Linked DNA regions of Sus scrofa: regions 1 and 2 are each linked to region 3. The links are chromatin contacts, called in public Hi-C maps. All regions are on one chromosome and are shown on one strand. Each heading gives the region's core, a stretch centred on a gene start, on an enhancer-like site or on the middle of the called end of the contact. The rest is flanking DNA. Distances are from core to core; before and after follow the strand shown.

The links. Hi-C and Micro-C count contacts between places; a contact is called where the count stands out from the background.
Region 1: a Hi-C map of skeletal muscle shows a contact between it and region 3, with 5 times the contacts expected there. The contact joins the promoter of CH25H here to the promoter of LOC100151816 in region 3. A contact is called at or near these places in 5 of 5 promoter capture datasets (fetal liver, fetal skeletal muscle, liver and 1 more), 22 of 47 Hi-C or Micro-C datasets (blood, brain, embryonic fibroblasts and 13 more) and 2 of 2 datasets of contacts at active chromatin or transcription factors (alveolar macrophages and skeletal muscle).
Region 2: a contact with region 3 is called in a Hi-C map of fetal liver, with 2.0 times the contacts expected there. The contact joins the promoter of SLC16A12 here to the promoter of LOC100151816 in region 3. A contact is called at or near these places in 3 of 5 promoter capture datasets (fetal liver, fetal skeletal muscle and liver), 2 of 47 Hi-C or Micro-C datasets (fetal liver and undifferentiated spermatogonia) and 1 of 2 datasets of contacts at active chromatin or transcription factors (skeletal muscle).

The regions. Positions count from the first base shown.
Region 1 is chr14:101,127,174-101,129,873 of Sscrofa11.1, forward strand. CH25H (cholesterol 25-hydroxylase) reads right to left here and starts at 1,449. Exons shown (of 2, transcript XM_021073089.1): 1 at 1-1,449. It overlaps LOC102164066 (a long non-coding RNA gene), which reads left to right. Exons shown (of 6, transcript XR_002338591.1): 3 at 401-598; 4 at 1,435-1,666.
Region 2 is chr14:101,366,982-101,369,681 of Sscrofa11.1, forward strand. It overlaps SLC16A12 (monocarboxylate transporter 12), which reads right to left and starts at 1,369. Exons shown (of 7, transcript XM_013983535.2): 1 at 874-1,369. LOC110256785 (a long non-coding RNA gene) reads left to right here and starts at 1,530. Exons shown (of 3, transcript XR_002338770.1): 1 at 1,530-2,700.
Region 3 is chr14:101,253,394-101,256,121 of Sscrofa11.1, forward strand. It overlaps LOC100151816 (interferon-induced protein with tetratricopeptide repeats 5), which reads left to right and starts at 1,425. Exons shown (of 2, transcript NM_001315572.1): 1 at 1,425-1,445. The coding sequence starts at 1,441. It also overlaps a transcript of LIPA not described here.

The sequences.
Region 1 (2,700 bases), core at 199-2,698, 130 kb before region 3:
TTTTTTTTTTTAAAGTCTATTTGAGAATTACACTACACTAGTGAATGTATCTTAGGCCATTTATTAAGCCTTCACTCTTGGACCCTTCAGTGTTCTAGAGAGAGACCATCACCAGTTCACTTTCTCAGACTTACAAATGAATTCTGCTCAGAAGTAAAATTTCACTCACTCAAATTCGCCCTCAACATAAATTGTCAACCTTCAAATTTCCTTCTAGCACATGCTGTTCTTTTCTTGTGGTTTCAGCTCTCATGCTTGAATGCTTTGGATGCTCTCAGATTTTTTTTAAGTGGGTGGCTTAATTAGCTAATAGACTGCTATCAGGACTGACTCCTTTGAGCCCCAGCCCCAACCAACTCGTTCTTCTCCTTATTTGATTCTTCCATCCTTTATTACTAAGCCTGTCAGCATATTCTCCAGAAAATCCTGTGCAGCAAGACCTGGAAGCCACAGCTTCAGCCTCCTTGGCCCAGGCTCTCCCCTCTCACTCACAGCACTCTGAAAAATAGCCACCAGCTTCTCCGCCTTTCCGGCCCATGAAACCATCTAGGACAGAAGTTTGTGTCCAATTTGCAAGTGCAACTGTCTCAGGGATCAGGTAAGCTCTCATCAGCTGTCCACTGTCATGGAAGATGCTGAAAAAGTGGGCACGTCATGTTGGCCAACCAAAACCAGCATCCACTTAATGGACCCAAATAAAACAGCCCTATTTAGTCTTGACTAAAGGGGTGTCATTTCCTGAATTGGCAAACATGTGCCTTTAAAACACTCTGAATTTACACAAAATTTATTTAACAACCTGATAGATGAATAGACCTTTTTAGGGCACTGAGTCTAACTTCTAGGATTTTTTTCTCACAATGTCAAGCATTATACCTTGCATATAATGAGTGTTCAGAAGGTATCTGTAGACTCAATGCTCATTTTAGAAGATATTGGCTTTAGATCAAGGCTAAAAAAAAAGAGTGTGTTTTTTTGTTTTTTTCCCCTGGGGCACTGGTTGATGTCATTTAGCTCTACTTACCCACTGGGATGGTTTTCCATGGAAGAGTTTTTTGTTTTTTTGGTTTTTTTTAACTGACTTCTGGTGGTATCAGAATTTTGGCCACATTATTTCTTGTGCTTCTCCAGTTGATTTTGACTCCCTGTGTATTTTTAACGTGGTGTGGTCTTTCTGACAGTGTTGGAGAATAGGAATTCTTTCTTCCCTAACTGCTGTAGAGATCAAATCACTTTTCTGAGAGTACAACAATCAGGTCTGTACATATTTAACATAATCTCAAAGCTATTTGGTACCACCTCACCAAAAGATCTTGGATAATGCCCACCCCCCAGAAAATAGAAAAGGTAGTTGAAAAAACCTTGTACCAGTGACATCATCTCTTTTTCTGTACCTTTATGGTTTTTTTTTTTTTTTTTTCTTTCCAAATCTAGGTGAGACTGTCTTGGCATCTATCTAACCGAAATGTTTATTCCTGGGTATCAGAGATACATGTCATAACAGCTTACAGCTGTAACACATCAAACTCAAGAAACAATCTCAAAGATCAAAATCTAACCCCTTGTAAAGATGAAAACTCCATCTCAGAAGAGTCAAGACCAACTAAGGTTCGATAGAAACTTATAGCCAAACTGAGAGCAAAACCCAGCCAGTGTCAATTTCAAGGTAGGTATCTCTACTACAGGAATTTGGTATTGAAATGGGGCATCAAAGTTGCATTTATAGGGCTGTTTACAAAAGACTCAGAAAACATTAATTATTAACACCAGAACAGTGGAGGATGCTGATGAATATGGGGGGTGGGGGTGGTTGTTAACCCCCCAAGAGATTTCTTGATGCCCTATCCGCCACAGATGCTACTGCATATTTGGTTTTATACACTTTTTTTATGTTTTGATCCATCCGTCACCTGTAAGTGGTGCTTATACGAATATTATTGGAACTCTCAACCTGCTTAAAATATTTAAAGCATATAAAATCATCCCCATTAAAAGCACACCATTGCCTGTCAAGCAGAGAAAACACTTGCTCACGCATCAAAAGGGTGTTGCAGAGATCAGTCTTATGAGAAGGCGTCACGAACCCGGAAGGCACAGTGTAAAAATGCAGAAGTATTTGTTTTAGTACTGCTGAAACAAGTTGGCAAAGAGTTTTACTTAGTTTGGAATTAAACTTGAAATCTGCACCTAGCCCAGTACAATAAGTACTTGTGAATGGATCACTGACAAATTTTTAAAAAATGAGAATTAGTATAACCTGATGTTGCCATTCAGGGGTCATATATTGAAAATCTCTCCATATACCAATTAAAAAAAAAAAAAAAGGGGCAAGAGTTCAAATTACAGGATATTTCAAATGTTTACATTTAACAAAATAACACTTTTAATACCCACAAACATAAAATATTCATTGTTTGGAGATAATATCAACAGTCTTAATAAGTGTGAAGCCTTGGTTAAAGCCTTCCCCACTTCCTCCCTCATGGCTGAGGTTCCGATCATTCTTACCTATTAGGCAAGGTTTTATTTTCAAGTCCCTTTTGAGGCACAGTTATTCTTTGAGGATATTTTTCAGATGTTATGCATTAGGCAAGAATTAGTCATAATCTGCGATAAGAAGGACCACAGACATGGTTGGCCTTACCAATCCTCAAATTACCAAGTGAGTCCTAAATCAACCCAGTTCTCAGCCTGGCCCAG
Region 2 (2,700 bases), core at 119-2,618, 110 kb after region 3:
AAGGCTTAAACCAGTGTCCTACCAGGTCCCAACTGACTCAACACTTTGTTTTTTGTTTGTTTGTTTGTTTTTAAGGAAAAAAATAAGTTACAAGAGGTTCAGAAAGTTGATTTGTGAAACCCAAAGGCTAACCAAATAGCCCAGGACTTGCTGGAATTGTGCTTTTAAATTTTGCCACGAATACCTTTCCCTGAGTCTGCACTACAGATATCACTGATTTTCTTTAAGGTCAAGAAGCAACACAGAAATTAAGTCAATTGAAGGTTTTGCCCCCCCCCTCCCCATGAGGGACATGAGGAAGAGTTAAAAAGATAGAAAGAAGATACTCTGGACACGTAATCCAGAAGAAAGGCAGTCTCCCCTGCCTGAGAAGTCTGCATTTGGAAACCCCAGGAGATGAGGATCAAAGCCGCTCCCTCTCCAGCCACCTGCCCAGAAACTGCCCGAGGGCCGGCCCTACGTAGTCGGGGCCAGTGGGCACGTGTCTCCCGCCTGACCCAAAAGGCGCTTGGAGGGACCGGGTTGCGCTGGCGGGCTCCCCCAGCGTCTCCGGGCGCGGGGGCGGAGGGGAGCCAAGGGAGCGCCCTCAGCCAACCTCCGCCCACCCAGCCCTAGAGCCCGCCGCCCAAGCGCAGGATGCCCAGGTCACCTGTGCCACTGCGTCCTCTGCACAGCCGAGCCGGGAAGCAGGCAGGGGGTGAGCCGGGGGGATCCCCGGCCCCCGCGCTGGGGATCCGGGCGCCAGAGTGGCCGGCCAGGAGACTGCGCCCCAGCAGCCCGGCGGGCCAGGCTCCAGTGCTCCGCTGCCCGCCCAGACCTTGCAGACCCCCTGTCCGCCCTTCCCCTGCCCGCCGGGCCCCGCCACATGCTCACCTCGCGTGGACCGCTGCAGCCCGGGCGGTGGCGCGCGGACATGCCCCCGGGGCGCACCCAGCGTGCCGCGTGCCCGCGCGGTGGCCCCTTCCCCAGCCCCAGGCTCCGCGGTCCGCGCTTCGGAAGGGCGGGGAGCCGACGGGGCGGAGGCACGGGCGGGGCAGGAGCTGGGGGTCCCCCGCAGGCCGTGCGGGAGGCGGAGAGCGTGGAGGGGAGAATTGCAGTGCTCGACTCCCCCGGAAATGCACCGGCAAGTTCAGCGCCCCCAGCTATGCCGTGGACTCTCTGCCCCTCGGGTGAATGGACTTATCACCGGGCTCCGCACTACGTCCGGCGCCCTGGAGAGTGGTGAGGGGCGCGTGGGAGGAGGGCCGCCCCGCGGTTATGTAATAGACCGGCCCGCTGTGACCCGAGCCAACTCGCTTGGGGGCTGCCCGACCCTCTCGGGGAACAGCGGTGCGTGCCCGCGACCCAGGCGAGCAGTGGAGGGCCAGTGTTCTCAAAAAGAACTTTCCCCTGCAGGGTCGAAGAGCGAGCTCTGGAGAAGGCATCCAAGGGCTCCCTGAGGTGTATTTGGCAGGGGTCTAGTCTCTGCTAGCCAGCCCGTCCCGTTTCACAGCACAGGAAACAGGCCGCCAAGCGTTAAAACACCGTCTCTTGGAGTAAGGTGGACCTAGATTCAGTGTTTCTGAAAACCTCGGGACCTTAGGCAAGTTACTTAAATCTCTGAGCCTCAGTTTCTTCACCTGCAAAACGGCAATAGTAATTGTCCACTTCCTGTGGTTGCTGAGGCTAAAATGAGTGAGGCGCAGATTACACGCCCCCAGTAAACGGTACTGCCCTTGATTGTGCGAAGATTCGCCCTACTCCCCTTAGAGTCAGCTGTCTCCCTGGCTTGACGAAGGAGCTACCGGAGACCACCAAGAGGCACCCCAGGTAGACAGGTGCCCTGCTAACCTTCCTGTAAATTAGGCTCCCTGTCAGGAGCAAAGGCTTCGGAACTGACTACGTCTGATTTTAACTTCTTGGGGTCGACATGGTTGCTACTCACTGTCATCATCTGGGACTTTGCTTGAAATGCAAAACCTCAGGCCCAACCCCAGGAGGCTTCTAAGAAGAATCCGTAGGTGGTTCAGTCGGTTGTATGTCAAAGTTTCAAAATGAGTTCGACCTTTTGGAAAATTTGAGAAGGGGGCTAGAAAGTTATTGTGCTGCTCAGTGGCCACATAATACCTTAGGGTATTTTTAAAATAGACTACCAAAGCCCTTCCTCATTTTACACTCTGGCTGTTCTGTCCCTTCCTCTCTCCTCCTTCTCCTGCTCTTTCACTATAAATCTGGATCGAGGTCCTCTTTTCACTTGCAAAATCCTCTAGGTTACTTGTAAGTAATGATTAGTGAAGTTGGTCTAAAACACACAGAAGAATTAGCAAATATGGCTTGTAAAAGAATTCATTAACATTCAAAAGGGACTTAAAATATTAAGGCAGTGGTGAGCTCCGGGCTCTCATCTGTGAAGGTCTTTAGGTTAAAGGCTTGAATACCTTTGCAAGTCAGAAAAATTCTTCTCTTAGTTAAACATTGTTGTGGGTGGCAAAGAAGCCCCACTTTACATTTAAATAATGTAGGACAACTAGTTCCTTTAAAAAGTTTTGAAGAATAGAAAAAAACTTCACAGGCTTTCTTCCTTCTAAGTCACTAGTTATAGGGGCTCTAGCAAAGCCCAAAGCAATTGTTTTATTTTATTTTTTTTGTTTGTTTGTTTATTGTCTTTTTAGGGCCATACCTGCAGCATGTGGAAGTTCCCAGGCTAGGAGTCGAATCAGC
Region 3 (2,728 bases), core at 175-2,674:
CTTAACCCAATGAGCAAGGCCAAGGATCGAACCTTCATCCTCATGGATACTAGTCGGGTTTGTTTGCCCGGCGCCACAATAGGAACTCCCTTTATCTTTACTTCTCACACTAGAAATTAATTCCAAACAAGAGAATAATAAAGTCCCAAATGCACAACTAACGCCAGTTCTGTACCTAAATGTTAGCCACATTTAACATGATTCTCGAGGAGCAGAAACTGACTTGACCTACAAGCCATTTTTTCTAGCAAAACTGAATGAAAAATCAAAGTCAGTGTTTCTTAATTAACCAAATAGTAAAAACTATATATCGTTGCCCATTCATTTAAAAATCAAAGTCACTAAATGGTAAAAAAAAAAAAAAAAAAGTGGTAATAAGTGTCTTTTTGATGATGAATACTTTTTCTCAAGGTTTGAGAGTTGTCTTCGCCCTCTGCATAACCAGAAACAAGATGCAGAAGACAGAAGGCAGGACTTGTCGCTTGTCTGTTTTATTCATTGCTGTATTGACAGGACCTTGAACAATGTCTGGCTCTTAGCAGTTGTTTAATAAAACTTGAATGAATGACTGAATTTGAAAGGGACAAAAATTTTAGTGTATGGGCATTTGATACTTTCTACTTAGATTCCTAATACCACCCCATCTTTACTGGGACCTTATTATAGAAACACAGTTGGCAAGGACATGGAAGGCAAAGGAACTTTCACACAATTTTGGGTGGGGGTGCAGAAATGTCTTCACAAAGCTTTTCAGCAATGGCTACTAAAACTCTGAATGCTTACACATTTTGATCCCACAATTTCTCTAGATTTACCCAATAGAAATTATGGCTCAAGTGCACAGCATTGCACCTATGTTTGCTGAATCAAGATTTCAGTTCAGCTTAGGATGCACAAAGCTGTCAAGAGCATCGCCGTTCCCCAACAAAAATAACGCTTAACAATCTCCATTTTAGGTAAAACACCTCCCCCCCCAAAAAAAAAAACATAAAACAAAACAAAAAAAAACGTTATCGAGAGACACGCGAATTTAATGAGGCAGGTAGGAGCGAAGAGAGAAGTCCTAAAGCCCAGCTGCAAATTTCACCCTGGATGAACTCCACCCCGTCGCGCGCTGCGCAAACCTCTTGCCTCGGTTCCTCAGCCCGGTCGGGGGCCCCCCCAACTCAGCGCTTCCAGAACTTTCTGTTTCCCAAGCTGGACTCCGCCTGTCCGGGGATCAGATTCACTTTCTAGTTTCCTTTTCCCGCTCGGTCCGCGGTTGACAATGACTGCAGCCTAAGAGCGGAGGTAGCGCCGCGGTCCCCTCATGACCACGCGCACGCGTACAGCACGAGCACGCGCCCGCGAGCCCGCCGCTCGGCCGCGCAGGAACCGAGTGCTGAGGAGAAAGCCCGAGGGGACCGGCGCCTTCCTGCACGGCCGCGGAACCCAACCATCATGAGGTAAGGGCTTCTCCCCTCTTTTCCTCCCCAGCAACTTGTGGCCTTTGTTTCCCACCCGTGTTTCTCTTATTCCATTTGCAACGCTGCGCTGCGGCCCTGGAATGGGCTCGGAGCCCCTTGAGCCCGGCGGGCGGACGTCTGCGTTGGGGATGCTCCCGGGCAGCCCCGTCCTGGTCGGGGCGGCCGAGGGCGGGCCTCCCCGGGAGCTTGGCCGAGCGGACCCTACCCGTGAGTCCCGGGCGTCTGTAGTCCGGACCGTTGGCCCCGGGTGGGGGGTGGGGGGCAGGCGACGCGCCTCTTGGGCCTCTTACCTCCCTGGGGCTCCCGTCGCCGCGGTCCCCGGGCGGGTGCGGTTGGCCTCGGCGTGGCCGGGTCCCCGCAGGCCTCAGCCCCCCGGCGTCACACGCGTCGGCTCCTGCCATTTTGCCTTTCTGATTCCTGGGTCAGACTTCTCCCCACTTCCTTTGTACCGCAGACGGATATTTCTTGTTTCACCCCATCCAACGTTTTCTGAGATTTTCTTGCTCAGAGGAAGATGGGGTGGGGTGGGGGGGACCTTGGCTCACCCGTTTTATTGGCTCCTGCCCTGCACCTGGGTAAGGAACCGTCCGCATTTAGGACGTTGAGGAGTGGAAGGCTCGGATCTTGGGCACCTGAAGCCAGTGGAGCCCTTTGTTCTAAATCCTGATTCTGACCACGTACTAGTTGGGTAACCCAAAGCAAAAGTTTCTTAAGCTCGGCGAGTCTGTTTCTTATCTGTGAAAGGTGATGGCTTCATCTCTTAGGAGTGTGAACAGGGTCCGTTGACTGCTTGGCACACGATATTTGCAAAAATGTTGCCTATCATTATATGTTTTTTAAAAATGTAATAAGTGCCTCACTTCTACCATTTTTAAGAAGGGAGGGAGGTGAGAGGTATCAGGAAGGGGCCTGAAGAGACAAGGAGGGAAAGTTAGGTGCACTGTCTATGTATGCAGGATGGGGTGGAAGAGGGGTGGACTCCACTGGGGACTAACTGTTCTCCCAAGGAAAATGAAAGACCGCTCCTTCCTGGCCAAAAAAAAAAAAAACAAAAAACGCCAAAACAAAACAAAACCCTCAAAGTCATCTGAAGATAAATGTTCCATCCTCAAACACAGTAGCCTCTCTCTGCTAGTTTCCCAGAGATAAAGTTAAAAAATTAAGTGGACAAAGCTTTTGAAAAAGTGAAACTTCCCATAGTATCCAGTTGTGCATAAATTCTACAGAGTGTGGGCATAGCACTTGAGTGGCTGACTGAATGT